2 separate regions of the Mus musculus genome follow, and region 1 is linked to region 2. A link is a contact called in public Hi-C data. All regions are on one chromosome and are shown on one strand. The core of a region is the stretch at or near the end of the contact, and the rest is flanking DNA. Distances in the headings are between cores, read along the strand shown.

The links. Hi-C and Micro-C count contacts between places; a contact is called where the count stands out from the background.
Region 1: a contact with region 2 is called in a Hi-C map of uterus. The contact joins two enhancer-like sites. A contact is called at or near these places in 2 of 15 datasets of contacts at CTCF or cohesin (the NIH/3T3 cell line and stem cell-derived epiblast-like cells), 14 of 484 Hi-C or Micro-C datasets (adipose-derived mesenchymal stem cells, bone marrow-derived macrophages, cerebellar granule neurons and 7 more), 8 of 115 datasets of contacts at active chromatin or transcription factors (embryonic basal ganglia, embryonic stem cells, extraembryonic endoderm stem cells and 5 more) and 1 of 9 other capture datasets (embryonic stem cells).

Annotation. Positions count from the first base shown.
Region 1 is chr1:89,192,585-89,199,607 of GRCm38.p6, forward strand. No RefSeq gene overlaps it. Among named protein-coding and RNA genes, the nearest start is that of Gm34331, 93 kb to the left of the region's middle. Within about 2 kb of position 3,932, at least 17 of the 459 cell types and tissues checked have an H3K27ac peak or open chromatin away from gene starts, as enhancers often do. A contact at or near this core is called in uterus, where this site is marked.
Region 2 is chr1:88,865,075-88,871,544 of GRCm38.p6, forward strand. No RefSeq gene overlaps it. Among named protein-coding and RNA genes, the nearest start is that of Platr5, 110 kb to the left of the region's middle. Within about 2 kb of position 2,202, at least 5 of the 459 cell types and tissues checked have an H3K27ac peak or open chromatin away from gene starts, as enhancers often do. A contact at or near this core is called in uterus, where this site is marked.

The DNA of each region.
Region 1 (7,023 bases), core at 2,682-5,181, 330 kb after region 2:
TTCAAGGCTGGAGCTGGGTGAAGTCGGCAAAGAAATGTACAGCAAGCATTCGCCTGAGGAAGTAGCTTATGAACAGTCTCCCAGTCAGAAAGTGATGGGGCCCCAGGGCACTGGTGGAAGCCAGAAGGGTGGATCACCTGCCAGCCAATCAGACAAGGAAGACTCTGCACTGGTGTCAGTCTGGGTCCCTCGCTGATGTGCTTGAACTGTGGGAATCCAAGTACTCGCCTCTCCCGTCCCCTCTCTGCCTGTGTTAATGACTGCTTGCTTGCCTAGGGTCATTGCTCCTCCATGAACCACCCATCTACTAGACCTTTGACGTTCTTCCCAGCTTTTCCTGCTTTTTAAAGGATACAAATCATGGGATCCCCAACACCCCAAGTAGCACACATTGTACTCATGAAACATGAGCATAGCCACTAGGCACTCACCGGACTCAGAGACCACAAGTGCAGTTCCTCCCTCCGCCATAAGGTGGCAGTGTTTTAAATCCAGCCTCTCATCGGAGGCCTCTGGTCCACCAAGATGCTTAGATCTGGATTTGGGCCCCACAGCTTCTTGGGAATAAGGAACTAGATCGTCTTCTAAGAAATATTTGTTTCTTTCTATGTTTCTTTGCTTCTTTCTTTTCCTTACATCCGTTGCTACTTTGTTTGTTTGTTTGTTTGTTTGAGATAAGCTCTCAAACTGGCCTTGACCCCATTAATGAGGAATCCATGGGCCTCACCTCTCAAAAGTTGAGACTAGGGGCTGGTGAGATGGCTCAGCCAAAAAGAGCACCCGACTGCTCTTCCAAAGGTCCTGAGTTCAAATCCCAGCAACCACATGGTGGCTCGCAACCATCCATAAGGAGATCTGACTCCCTCTTCTGGAGTGTCTAAAGATAGATACAGTGTACTTACATATAACAAATAAAAAAATCTTAAAAAAAAAGTTGAGACTAGAGGTATGTGCCACCACACCCAGCTATCTAAGCGACATTTCAAGATTTCCAGAGGTCCTAAGCTGCCTAGGAATTTGCATTTTTTAACGAATCCTTTAAGTGATTTCTAAATAAAATCAGTCTCCAATGCAGGAATCAAGCAGCACCCACACACACCTCAAGAAGTCGAGTTTTATGAAAGTGAACAGCTTTCAACTCCAAATAGCAGCGAGAGAGTGGGCGGCTGGAGGAGGGGCAGCTGCTGACGATGAGGAAAGGGGGAGGGGTCTCCATGGAGAAGTTGACATTCATAAAACAGTGCTTTAAGCAAATGAAACTTGCCTGAGAAGTAAGTCAATGATCCAAAAGAGAAGACAGAAAAGTTACAGTCCAACTCTACACCCCAACCCCACCCCTGCAAAGCACATCCCACCACCCGTCTCCTCGTACAGCTGGAATCTATTTAGAAGATAATGGGGGAGATATTTTACAGGTCTTGATCCATTTAGAAATAACAGATTCATTAAATTATCACCAGGCTCCATCAACTCTTCCCCTGAACCCCCTGCAGGCAGAATACCTCCCACCAATGTCCTCACCATGGTGCCCAAGACCCAAGGATATGTGATGTTTCATGACAAAAGGAGTTTTGCGAGCAGGGTTGAGTTGACAGAATTTAAAATAGGGAGGGTGAGCCTGGACTACACAGGTAAGCCTAACCTGAATGCATAGAACCTCTCTAGCTGCAGTCCTAAGATAATAACACCTGTAAAAATGTAGGAGGGTGTGAAGGACGAGACTCATCCTCTGCTGATGGCGGGACCACCGGAAAAGGAGAAACAAAAACAAAAACAAAAACGTGGGCAGCCAATAAGAAACACATTTGAGAAAAGGCTTCCTGCTTGGCAACCACATAGCTGCTGGCCCCTGGCTTCCGGGGGTTGGCACTGACCTGTGGGACTACGATATGAAAAGGGATAAGTTTTCCACACCATGTTCGTGATGTTTGTTCTCACGTGCTGTGGGGGCGGTGAACAAGGGGAGTCTGAAGTGCACACTCGACACGGCCTCACCTAAAACACATTAAACTAACTCCTGGGTGGTCACGTGGCCAGGCCATCCCTCCGCGGCAAGGTCCAGCCCAACCTGCGGGACCATGGAGAGGAAAGAATTCCTATGATGCTTCTGGGAAAGACCCGATAAGAGGAGGGGCCACAAACTGAAGGGTTGGCTGGGTGGCTCCTGTAGTGCAGATGGCCCAGCTGTCCCCTGGGCAGCTCAGGCTGAGGTTTCTTTTAGGAAGAGCTAACGGAGCTTGGGCTGTCAGTTCCAAATCCAGCCTTTACTCCCAGAAACTAATGCCTTTGTCCTTGCTGGCTTCTTGTGGCTATTGTCCATTTCCTGGTCGTTCCCTACCAGAGTTCAGGGTATGGCTGGGTTGTTAGTAGGATAGCGCTGCCTCTGACTTCTAATTTTACCCAGACAATGTATCCAAGTCTTTACACTTCGCGTCCTTACTTGTGAAATATGGTGACACAGTACAACACCCTCCCACGCTCCTGAAGTTTCTCTTTCTGAGGTTCCAGTGAAGCCATGATTGGCTGAGGTTCAAAAGTATTCGATGGAAAACTCTAGAAATAAACACTTCATAAGTTTTCAGTCGTATGTTCCTCTCAATTGTGTGACGAGATCTCATCTCTAATTCATCTCTTACAGGATGTGGCTTCAACCACTGGCTACCTTTTAATCACCCAATAGTTAGTTGTCTTGGGTACCAGACCAGTTGTCATAGTAGCACAGTGCTGTTTTAGTAACCCCTTATTTTACTTAATAATGACTCCATAACTCAAGAGCAATGATATTGACAGTTTAACTGCAGGTGGGCGGTTCTGGGAGACTCAGGCCCAGGACCCAGGGTCTTTCATGTGACTGGAGGGCCATCTTGTTCCAGAAGTTTCTTGGAGCCTTCTGGAGTAAGTAACCTTTGACTTGGACTCCAAAACCCAGATCTAGCATCTAGCTCTCAATAGCTGTTTTTCCAGTTAATTTTTTTCAATGCTAGAGATTAAAGCCAGAGCCTTGAGCATACCAGGCAAGCACGCTATACTGATCTGTGTATCCCCAGCAATATGGAGTATTAACAACTATTAGTTTATTTTATGTGTATGAGTGTTTTACCCGTATGTATGTCTGTGTACCACCTGCTGAGGTGAAAGAGGAAGTCAGATCCCCTGGAACTGGGGTCACAGATGGTTGTGAGCCACCATGTGGGTCCTGGGAATTGAACCCATGTGGGTCCTCTGTAAAAACAGGTATTTTTAACTGCTGAGCCACCTTTCCAGCTCCACGTGGACGTTTTAAAAACGGTTTTCTTCTGTATCTCCAGGAGAAACCTCCCAGAAGGCCCACTATGGGCAACTGCGTCAAACTAGGATTCTCCAGCTAGATCTCTCCAGCATCCCTTCCTGGAGATGTGCAGGTTTGGAGACTGGAGGTCAACAAATGCTCAGCTGTGTTGCTCAACAGGGGCTCAGGCAGCTGCTCAGGGCTGACTTAGATGTGAGCCAATATCCAGATAGTAAATACCCCGTCCCCCCACCCCCACCCCCACCCCCACCCCACCCTCACCCCCACCCCCACACAACCACTCATCCAGAATCTTCCATCTTCTCAACAAGCTCACTGTCCTGTCTTCTCTGTCTGAACAGGGCTTGCCAAGGCAGTGACTTGCTGTGGTCAGTCACTGTTTAGCTGGAAAGCTAGCGCCACCTGCTGGCTTAGAAGTCCCATATTTGGGTCCAGGACAGGATCTACCCATCTAGGGAAAACTCCCCAACGGTCTCAACAATGTTGCCAATTAGATCTCTTTGACGTAGACAAAAGGAACCCACCCTAGAGCAAGCTTTAGAATCTCAGTTTCATTATAGCCACCTCCCATGAAACACGGCAAAGCCAGCCCACATGGACTCCGGCACAGAGTGGCTCTAATGCTAAACCTCTGCTCCAGTGAGCACCACTACACGGAACTCAAGGAAGGACTCCTCCACAGGGCTGTGGCCTTGAAGCCACAGGCTTTACCCCAGAGCTGATATGACTTGCAGGCTGTTGAGCTGGGAGCATTTGGAAAGGAGAAGATTCGAAATAATCTGCTTACTAGTCTCCTTTAAAACAAAACAAAACAAAACAAAACCAAAACAGAGCATCCATTTCTCATTAGTGCGTCCAGAAAGTGCTAGAAAGGAACAGGACACTCATGGCAGCCGCCTGTGGTGTCTAAAAAGCACTTTTCAATGTAAAGCTGTTTGTGCCACTGTAAAGGTTTGCTTGTTTTTAATTATATTTCATTCTTTGTTGTCGGGATACATCCATGTGGAAGTTCTCCTGCCGGGCTTAGAGCACAACTCTTAGGAGTTGCTTCTCCCCTTCCACAGTGAAGGTTCTGGGCCTCAAACTCAGATCACCTGAGACCAGCAGGCATCTTTATACCAGCTGAATGACCTCAGTGGCCCATTTGTGTCCCTTTGAGATTGTGTATGTAAGTCTTGGGGAGCCATCCGAACATGTGCAGAGCAGAAGCCGATGTTGCTGTTTCTCTAGAAAGCATGACTCAGCTGCCTAGTTCTGATTTGATTTTTGAGACAGGGTCTTATAATACAGCCCGTGCTGGCCTCAAACTCACTAATTAGCCCAGGCTGGCTCCCAATGGCATCTCCTATGAACATCACTACACCCAGGTCAGTGTAGCTTTAAGGAACAGTGATAAGCATGCAAGCAGGAATAGTTTCAATGATAAAATGATAAAATCGAAGCACTTTGTATATTTTATGCTAATCTCTTTTATGGAATCCTCTTGCCATGTTAAATCTGATGTGTGGGTTTCTGGTATAATTTAAGACTTTCATTGACCATTTTAATGACCGTATTAGCTGACTTGGGTTTCTTGAAGATGGATATTATGCAAAACTACCTGAGAACCTCAATGGGTCAGGAAGTCCACCCTGACTGTTGTTCTTGTCCACAGAAAGGACCATATTAGTAGCAACAGAGGCGATGTTTCTGTTGAAATGAAGAAAAGGCAAATATGGTTACTAGGAGCCTGACTTACATAAGCTGTCACTTGGTGGCCCATTCGCTGGCCCATGGAAGGGGCATTCAGGCGTAGGCATCATTGAGTCTGCGCAGGCATTTTACGGCTACATTGGCAATTTGCAGTCATTTAGAATAACAGCTTTTCATATATTGCTCTCTTTTGGATGTTATGAAGATATTTTTAAAAATGGTTTATTGGTTTGTTAGCCATTTTATCTTTTCAAACAACAGTGTGTTATAACTATCTAGAGAGAGAGAGAGAGAGAGAGAGAGAGAGAGAACAGTATGGGTTGTTATCTCTTTGTGGCGTTTGTTGCCTCAGGCATGGACATTAGGGAACTATTACAATTGAGTTTTATAAATAGAAAACTTGTGTAAGTGGCCCCAGTAGATGGCATTCTAGTTTATAGAAGGGTTGGGGAAAACATTCATAATATTAAGCTGGCGATCTGGGAGGGAGCTCTAGAGGGAGTTCCCTGACTTGGCTACAGGGAGGACAAAGATGGCCAGCTAACAACACCAAGATCAAGAGAGGGGGGCCCAAGAAGCAGGCATGGTGGAAGGGCCTGAGCTGAGTTCAAGAATCCTCAGGGCAGCTTCCAGGAAACTCCTGTCCCTTTCCCGGAGGAACCAAGGACACTTCGGCTGCCTCTTTGACCTTCTGGGGCTACTGAGGCAAACTGCCCCAAAGAATTGAAATTTCCCCAAGATTCCATTGTAACTTTCCCTCATACATCAGCCTCTGGAAACAAAGGGGCCCAGAGAATGAAAATGTCCCCGGGAATCCCATGCTTGGGATTGCCCCTGGTGCCAACCGCAGGAGGAACTTGCCTCCCAGAAAGAGATTATCTACAGCTGGCAACTTAAATCAATGAATATTTCTTGGCCATTGTTTAATCTTTACTAAGAAATGTTGGCTCTGTCCAAGAAAAGCAGAGAAATCTAGGGCTCAGTGCACTTCTGTTCTAACTATTCCATAGCATGCAAAAGGGTGTTTGGGGTATAGGTACACCTTCCTAAGAAACCCTATTTTCAGAGGTTTTATTTTCTTCTTTCTTTTTTTGAGATAGAGTCTTAAGTAGACCAGGCTGGCCTGGAGCTCACAGAGATCCAACTGCCTCTGTGTCCTTAGTGCCAGGATTAAAGGTGTGTGCCATTACACTTGGCATATGCAACCTTTGTCTCCATTTAAAATTGTATTTCTTTTCTTTTCATGTGTTTGGATGCATGTACATGTGTGAACTCACGTGTGCCTGCTGCCCTCAGAGGCATCAGAAGAGGAAATTTGATGCTTGGAACTGGACACACAGAGGGCAGCGAGCCAGCATGTGGGTGCAGGGAACGGAACCTACACCCTCTGACAGAGCAACAAGTGCTCCTATCAGCTGAGCTCCCGTCTCTTGACTCTGACTTGAGTGTAAACGTATAGTTAAGATGACTCTTGTCCTTGATGGGCACACCACCACCATCTGTCCAGTTGTTGGGAGCCGCGCCCACATTCGCCGTTACAAGATGGCGCTGACAGCTGTGTTCTAAGTGGTAAACAAATAATCTGCGCATGTGCCAAGGGTATCTTATGACTACTTGTGCTCTGCCTTCCCCGTGACGTCAACTCGGCCGATGGGCTGCAGCCAATCAGGGAGTGACACGTCCGAGGCGAAGGAGAATTCTCCTTAAAAAGGGACGGGGTTTCGTTTTCTCTCTCTCTTGCTTCTCGCTCTCTCTTGCTTCTCGCTCTCTCTTGCTTCTTGCTCTCTTGCTTCTTGCACTCCTGGCTCCTGAAGATGTAAGAAATAAAGCTTTGCCGCAGAAGATTCTGGTCTGTGGTGTTCTTCCTGGCCGGTCGTGAGAACGCGTCTAATAACAATTGGTGCCGAATTCCGGGACGAGAAAAAACTCGGGACTGGCGCAAGGAAGATCCCTCATTCCAGAACCAGAACTGCGGGTCGCGGTAATAAAGGTTCCCGTAAAGCAGACTGTTAAGAAGGATTCAACTGTATGAATTCAGAACT
Region 2 (6,470 bases), core at 952-3,451:
ACTCATGCGTACTGAACAGTCAACTAAGGACGTCATTCTTATTTTCTTGACCATTATTCCACACTGTCTTTTTGAGCAGCTGTAACAAAATGCTACAAGGTGGTTGCTTATAAGCAACCAAAGTTTCTTCCTGCAGTTCGGAAGGCTGGAAGGGTAAGGGGGGGGGGTAGCCAGAGCTGGAGTCTGATGACGGTTTGCTTTGGGGTTCACCAGTGTGTCCAGATGACTAGAGGAAGCTCCACTCTCTTCAGGGGCCTTGGCCTCCAGCACTTGATCACTTCCCTGAGGCCTGATCTCCTCATACTGTCTCTCTGCAGGTCCCTGTCAATATCACAAGTTCCTCAGATGGCTTTTGGGGTTGCCTTTTGGGGTGAAGTTAACCTGTATTAAAATACAGCTTTGTTCTCATGCTCACTTGAATCACTCCGTGGAGACTCAATAAACATGAAGGCTGTATGCAGACACAGCTTGGAGGAAGGAATGCCAGAGGCAGGGGAGGAGGATGACAGACATCAGCTTGGGCACAGTCGTGGTGGATGAAGAAGCCGATTATCTCCAGGCCTAGGGTGGCAAGGCCCGAAGGGGAGAGGCTGGTGTTTGTCGGGGCTCCTCTCTACGTGGGTGGTGGGGGCAGCTACATCCTGCATGTGGGTGGTCCCTGGCTTCAAGGAGGGAAGGCTGCTCCACCTGAGAGGGAGGAGGGGAGGTAGAAAAGGGGAAGCTGCAGTAGAGAGGCTGGGAGCAGGCCAGGCTGCCTCCACCACCTGAGAGCACCAGGCTCTCTCTGTTCTGTTTTTGCAGACGCTATGCAAGATCCTTCCAGAATAGTCTCCTGCCTTCGCCACTGCACAGCCTAACCAGCCTCAGACTGGGGGGTGGAAGAGTAACTGAGCAGCCTGTTGGAACAATGATGGAGGACGATGGGACAGGGGAGAGCTCTGTCAACCAAGCACTTGCCAGGCAACCTTGAAGACCTGAGTGTGATTCTCAGAAACGATGCAAGAAAGCCTGCTGTGGTGGCAGATGCTTGGAGGACAGAGGACAGAGGACAGAGGACAGAGGACAGAGGACAGAGGACAGAGGAGGATCCCTGGATCTTGCAGGCAGCTCACCTGACCTACCTGGTAAGATCCAGGTTGGTGAGAGATCCTTGTCTCAGAATAGTTGAGCGGCCTAAAGAATGACACCTGAGGTCACATGCAACACGTGTGTGTGCGTGTACACACCTAAACACACACACTCTGATGCTGGCTTTACTGCCCTCTGTTTGAGATAGCTAAGGAGGTCTGCTAAGTAGAGCATTGCCTGTCAGTTCATAAAATATCACAGATGGCTAGAGGATTGTCTTAGGTAAGCCTGTCCCTAAATTAAATTCTATCCAATAAACATAGTTCAAAGAAAGAAAGAAAGAAAGAAAGAAAGAAAGAAAGAAAGAAAGAAAGAAAGAAAGAAAGAAAGAAAGAAAGAAAGAAAGAAAGAAAGAAAAAAAGAAAGAAAGAAGAAAGGAATTTATGTTTTGTCTCTCTTTCCTAAAGTTGTTTTTTATTCCTGTTGTTATTGCTACATTTCAGGCCTGGGACAGGGGGCTGAGGTGCATATTTTACACACCAAAGCAGACCAGGCCTCCAGGGTTTTCCAGCACCCCTCAATCCCATACCCTGCCCCCATCCCTGAACACTCCAGCCCAGGGGCGGTGGGGCCCGTCCCCAAAAGGCTCATCCCAATATAATCCAGACATTTTGTGCTCTCCTTGTTTCTCTTCTCTTCTCTCTCCTCTTTCTCACCCTGCCTGGGCTTTCTCTCTTGCCCTTCCCCTCTTTTTCCCCTCCCTATGGCAATAGACCTGCATGTACATATTTTAATCTGGCTTGAATTGGTTCATTTCACTGGCAGAGAAAAACCTACCAGCTATTATTTTGTGTTCATTCTTTGCTGATTTCATACATGTTAACAGTTCATTCTGGGTACCACCCCACTGCCATGCTCCTACCCACCTCCCTCCTCCCTACCTGTCACTTTCCTACATTCAAGACTTTGAGGTTTATTGTGCTTTACCATTTGCTTTATCAGAGCCATGTGTGCAGCTGTTGGGTTGGGACTGACTCTGGAGCCTGATGGCATCACCAGTAAGAACACAACTGAAGGCAGTAAATCTTTTGAGTTTATTCCTAGGAAATAGTTCAGCAGTGAAAAATAGGGCCTAGGCCCCTCCTCCACTCCCTGAACTGTCCATGGGCCAATGCAGACCCAGAACAGGCTTCCATAGCTGTCTATGGTTTCCATGGCTGTATCTTGCCCAGGAGATGTCGTTTCTCAGCTGTCTGGCCATCTTCTGGCTCCGACGGTCTCCTCCCACAGTATAACATCTGTGTCTCCACAGTTTTGATGGGAGCTGTAGGCTCTGCCTCCATAAATATGATTTAATAGAACTTTGATCCATCTTCAAAAAAAAAAAACTGAGCTGCATTTTGAGAGAACAGCCTGCTAGAAATCCAACTTCCGAGGGAGAAAATGGCTTCCTGCTTAGCCTCAAATGGCTTTGGCCGTGATTAGGTTTCAGTGTGAAAAATAAATGGGGCAGCCTGTTCAAGGCAAGAAGATGAGGAGAATGGAGAAGCACCAGGACCTAGGCAATTATAAGCAAGTCATCATATACCCTGAGCCCCGTGTCCCCACACAGAACCAGAGGAGTAAAGAGTAGGCAGCCTCCTCAAACCAACTCACCCAGGTCCCCAAATCCACAGGTCTCAGCACAGGGGGGACCTGAGGGTAAGCAGAGCAGTGCCTGGCTCAGAGTCACGCCTGTTCTGCATCCCATCCATACGTCATCCAGGCTCTGTCAGGACACTGTGCCTGGTGAACTAACACTGTTCTCGACATGGCTTTCCCTGCCATCTTCTTTGCATCTGAGTCTTTCAAGTCTGACTATCACAACAGTAACTAATAAAACAACACCAAAGATTGTTTATTCTTGATGTGCAAATCCTCTGGGCAAAGGGCTGGGACGGTCTGTTGTGGTGTGAATTTGGGATGTCCTTCATGGGCTCAAATATTTGAACTTGATCTCCAGCTGGGGACAGTGTTTGAGGAGGTTTGGGGAAGCATTTAGGAGGTGGGGCCTCACTGGAGGCAGGCCTCAGACCTTTCTATCCATCCCTACTTCCTCTTCACTCTCTGCTTTCGGAGCACATATATGGCGTGATCAGCCAGCTGCCTCTTCCTGCCACCACCTGCATTCCCTACTTGCTGCCATGTTGTCCTTCCAAGATGGACTGTGTCACTCAGGAACCATGAGTCAAAATGACCCCTCCCTGTTGAAGTTACCCTTGTCAGAGTATTTTGTCATAGAAATGAGAAAGGAGCTATGGCATAGTTGTACCCACTGGTGTGACCCACACTTACCTCTGTGTGCCTCACACAGAGAAGCCATGTGCTGCACAAACATTGTGCACACACAAATGCTTCTGCTTCTGCACACATATGGGGGAGTCGTTCAGGGGCCTATAGCTGGACAGCAGCACACAGCCCGTTCCTCCTGTCATCGTGGGCTCTATTGATAAGACATAATGGGGGAGCAAAGACAAAAAAGACGGTGAAGGCAATGGGGAGGAGATGGAGAAGGGGGTGCAGAAAGAGAAAGAGGAGGACAAAGAGGAAAGAGTGATGGAAGGAGATGCAGATGGGAAGAAGAGGGGATTGGAGGGAAAGGGGGCAAGGAAACAGTTGGGGAGGAGGGCAAGGAACCCATCAGCACATCCATGACCTCACATACTTATCTGACTTGTAAATCAGACTTTTCAAAACTACTGTCTTCATAGCTACGAAATAAGCATTATGTCATTTTAAACCGCAGTCACTATGCTGTGCAGATCAGTGATTCTTCCCAATTCACCGAATCTCTGCACCTTTTGACCAAGATCTTCCATACCTGGGGTGGCTGCCTTTCTGTCCTCTGTTCTACTGAACTCAAGCCTTTTAGATTCTGCACACAAGTGAGCACAAGCGGTACCTGTCCTTTCTTGTCTTTCTGACATTCTCTATGTTTAATGTTACCAGTGCCAGGATTATGATCCTTTTGTGGGTGCATAGTCTCTCCGCCATTCTGAGTATGAACCATCTTTTAGTGGACTCTTCAGTTGTTTCTTTAGCTTGCTGTTGTGAGACTGACTCTGGAACAGTTGTGGGAACATTGGTATGTGCTCCACATCCTGTTTCAATCTGGATGCATATATGCCCAGACATGGAGTTTTACAGGCTTAGAATCGGGCCATGTGTGTACATGCATTTGTGTAGATATCTGGGAAAGCGAGTATATGTATTTTTATGTATCCTATAATTGCAACATTGTAGCAAGCACTATTTTGTGTTCTTTGCTCTTCTGTCCCTTAAGAATATATTCTGAATATTTGTGTATGTTAAATCTTGAATTTGCTGCCCCTATGCCCAGGCATTGGTATTCAGTGACTCATTCCTCCTTACTAGGCGTTTGGGAATTTTGCATATTTTTCCATCTTAAGTAATTCTGCCAGGAATGTCTTTCCAGATCAACCTTTGTTTTTCACCTTGGAGTGAATTGGGTCAGAGGGCATTTATATTTTAAGCTATAACTGCATTTAGAGTGAGAGGCTTAAACTCAATAGGGAATTTCCAAGAGAAGCAAATCCAATTGTCTTTAATGGGTTGGAAACCTTCTGGGGGGTGGGGGACACCACAGGAGGTAGCTGGGTATATGGTACTTATCTACACATACATATTCAATGTGTGTGTGTGTGTCTGTGTGTCTGTGTACTTTGCAAATGTTTCTTTAGAAACTACCTGAGCAGCTACACTCCTCCCAGCCCCCTCCCTACATAGTCCTCCTCTGAGTGGTGGGACACACTAACTGGAGCAGCTCTTAGGCTCAGCCATGCAAAGCAATGGCAGCCCCCAGATGATCCAGTGGGACTGCTCAGCCCTCAAACAGCACACAGCTGACCACAGGCTACTGTCTCTGGATTTCTGGGATTTTGTCCAGGAGGCAATCAACTGTGAAAAAATGCCACAGCTCACGCCACTAGCTTCTAGGAAGAAAGACAAATACAAGGTAAATCTCTTCCTAAACAGAAAACAGTTTTGCTCCATAAAGTAGATGCAAAGTCACAGCTGTCGGGCATCTAGGGCGTCTAACAGCTGCCTTCTTGTTGATGCGTTTCAACCTGTTTTTACAGGATTTTAACACTTGGGTACCTGCTTCACTGTGTCCACCAGGACTAGAGAATTTTTTTTAAAGAGGTATTTCTCTTTCTTTCTTTCTTTCTTTCTTTCTTTCTTTCTTTCTTTCTTTCTTTCTTTCTTTCTTTCTTTCTTCCTTCCTTCCTTCCTCTCTCTCTCTCTCTCTCTCTCTCTCTCTCTCTCTCTCTCTTTTTCTTCCTTTCTTTCTCTCTCTCTCCCTGTCTCTTTCTTCCTTTTTTAAAAAATATTTATTTATTATATGTAAGCACACTGTAGCTGTTTTCAGACACACCAGAAGAGGGCACCGGATCCCATTACAGATGGTTGTGGAGATTTGAACTCAGGACCTCGGGAAGAGCAGTCAGTGCTTTTAACCACTAAGCCATCTCTCCAGCCCGAGAATAATTTTTGTATTGTGTAGAAAATTTCAAGGACTGTTTCAAAGCATAAAGGCTTTGAGGTTCAGATCCTCAGCACTGGATACTGGCTGGACAGCTGTGGTAACTAGCCTATGGTCCCAGAAGAAGACAGAGAAGACCACCCTGTCCCAACCAGAGCAAGCTGGGTAGCTTCAGACCTTGTCTGGATACTTAAGGTGGAGAGTAACTGAGAGAGATATTTGTTATTGTTAGGGTCATGGTGCAGGCAAATAATGAGGAAAAAAACCACTATCTTAATTAGGGTTTTACCACTGTGAACAGACGCCATGACCAAAGCAACTCTTATAAAGAACACTTAATTGGGACTGGCTTACAGGTTCAGAGGTTCAGTCCAGTATCATCAAGGCAGGAATATGGCAGCATCCAGGCAGACATGGTGCGGGAGGAGCTGAGAATTCTACATCATGTTCCAAAGACAAACAGAAGAAGACTGACTTCCAGGCAGCTAGGATGAGGGTCTTAAAGCCCATATCCACAGAGACACACCTATTCCAAGGAGACCACACCTACTCCAATAAGGCCACACTTCCAAATAATGCCACTCTCTGGGCCAAGCATATTCAAACCATGACAACCACTGAAGTCAGAAATAAACCAAAAGCAACTTTATTCATTTCAGGAAAACGCTTCTAACCTGTCAGGGTAGCCTCAGTCTCAGGCGCTGACACAACCACCTTGAAAGGTTGAGAGCAGCCTCCTCTTGAAGCATAAACCCACAAGCAGATGCTCAGGGGAGAGTAAAGAAGGAATTCGTAAGTTGGGGGTTAGTTCTGCAGCCCAGGGTGTGGCAGATAGCGGATGTTGGTGCAAGCTCAAGGC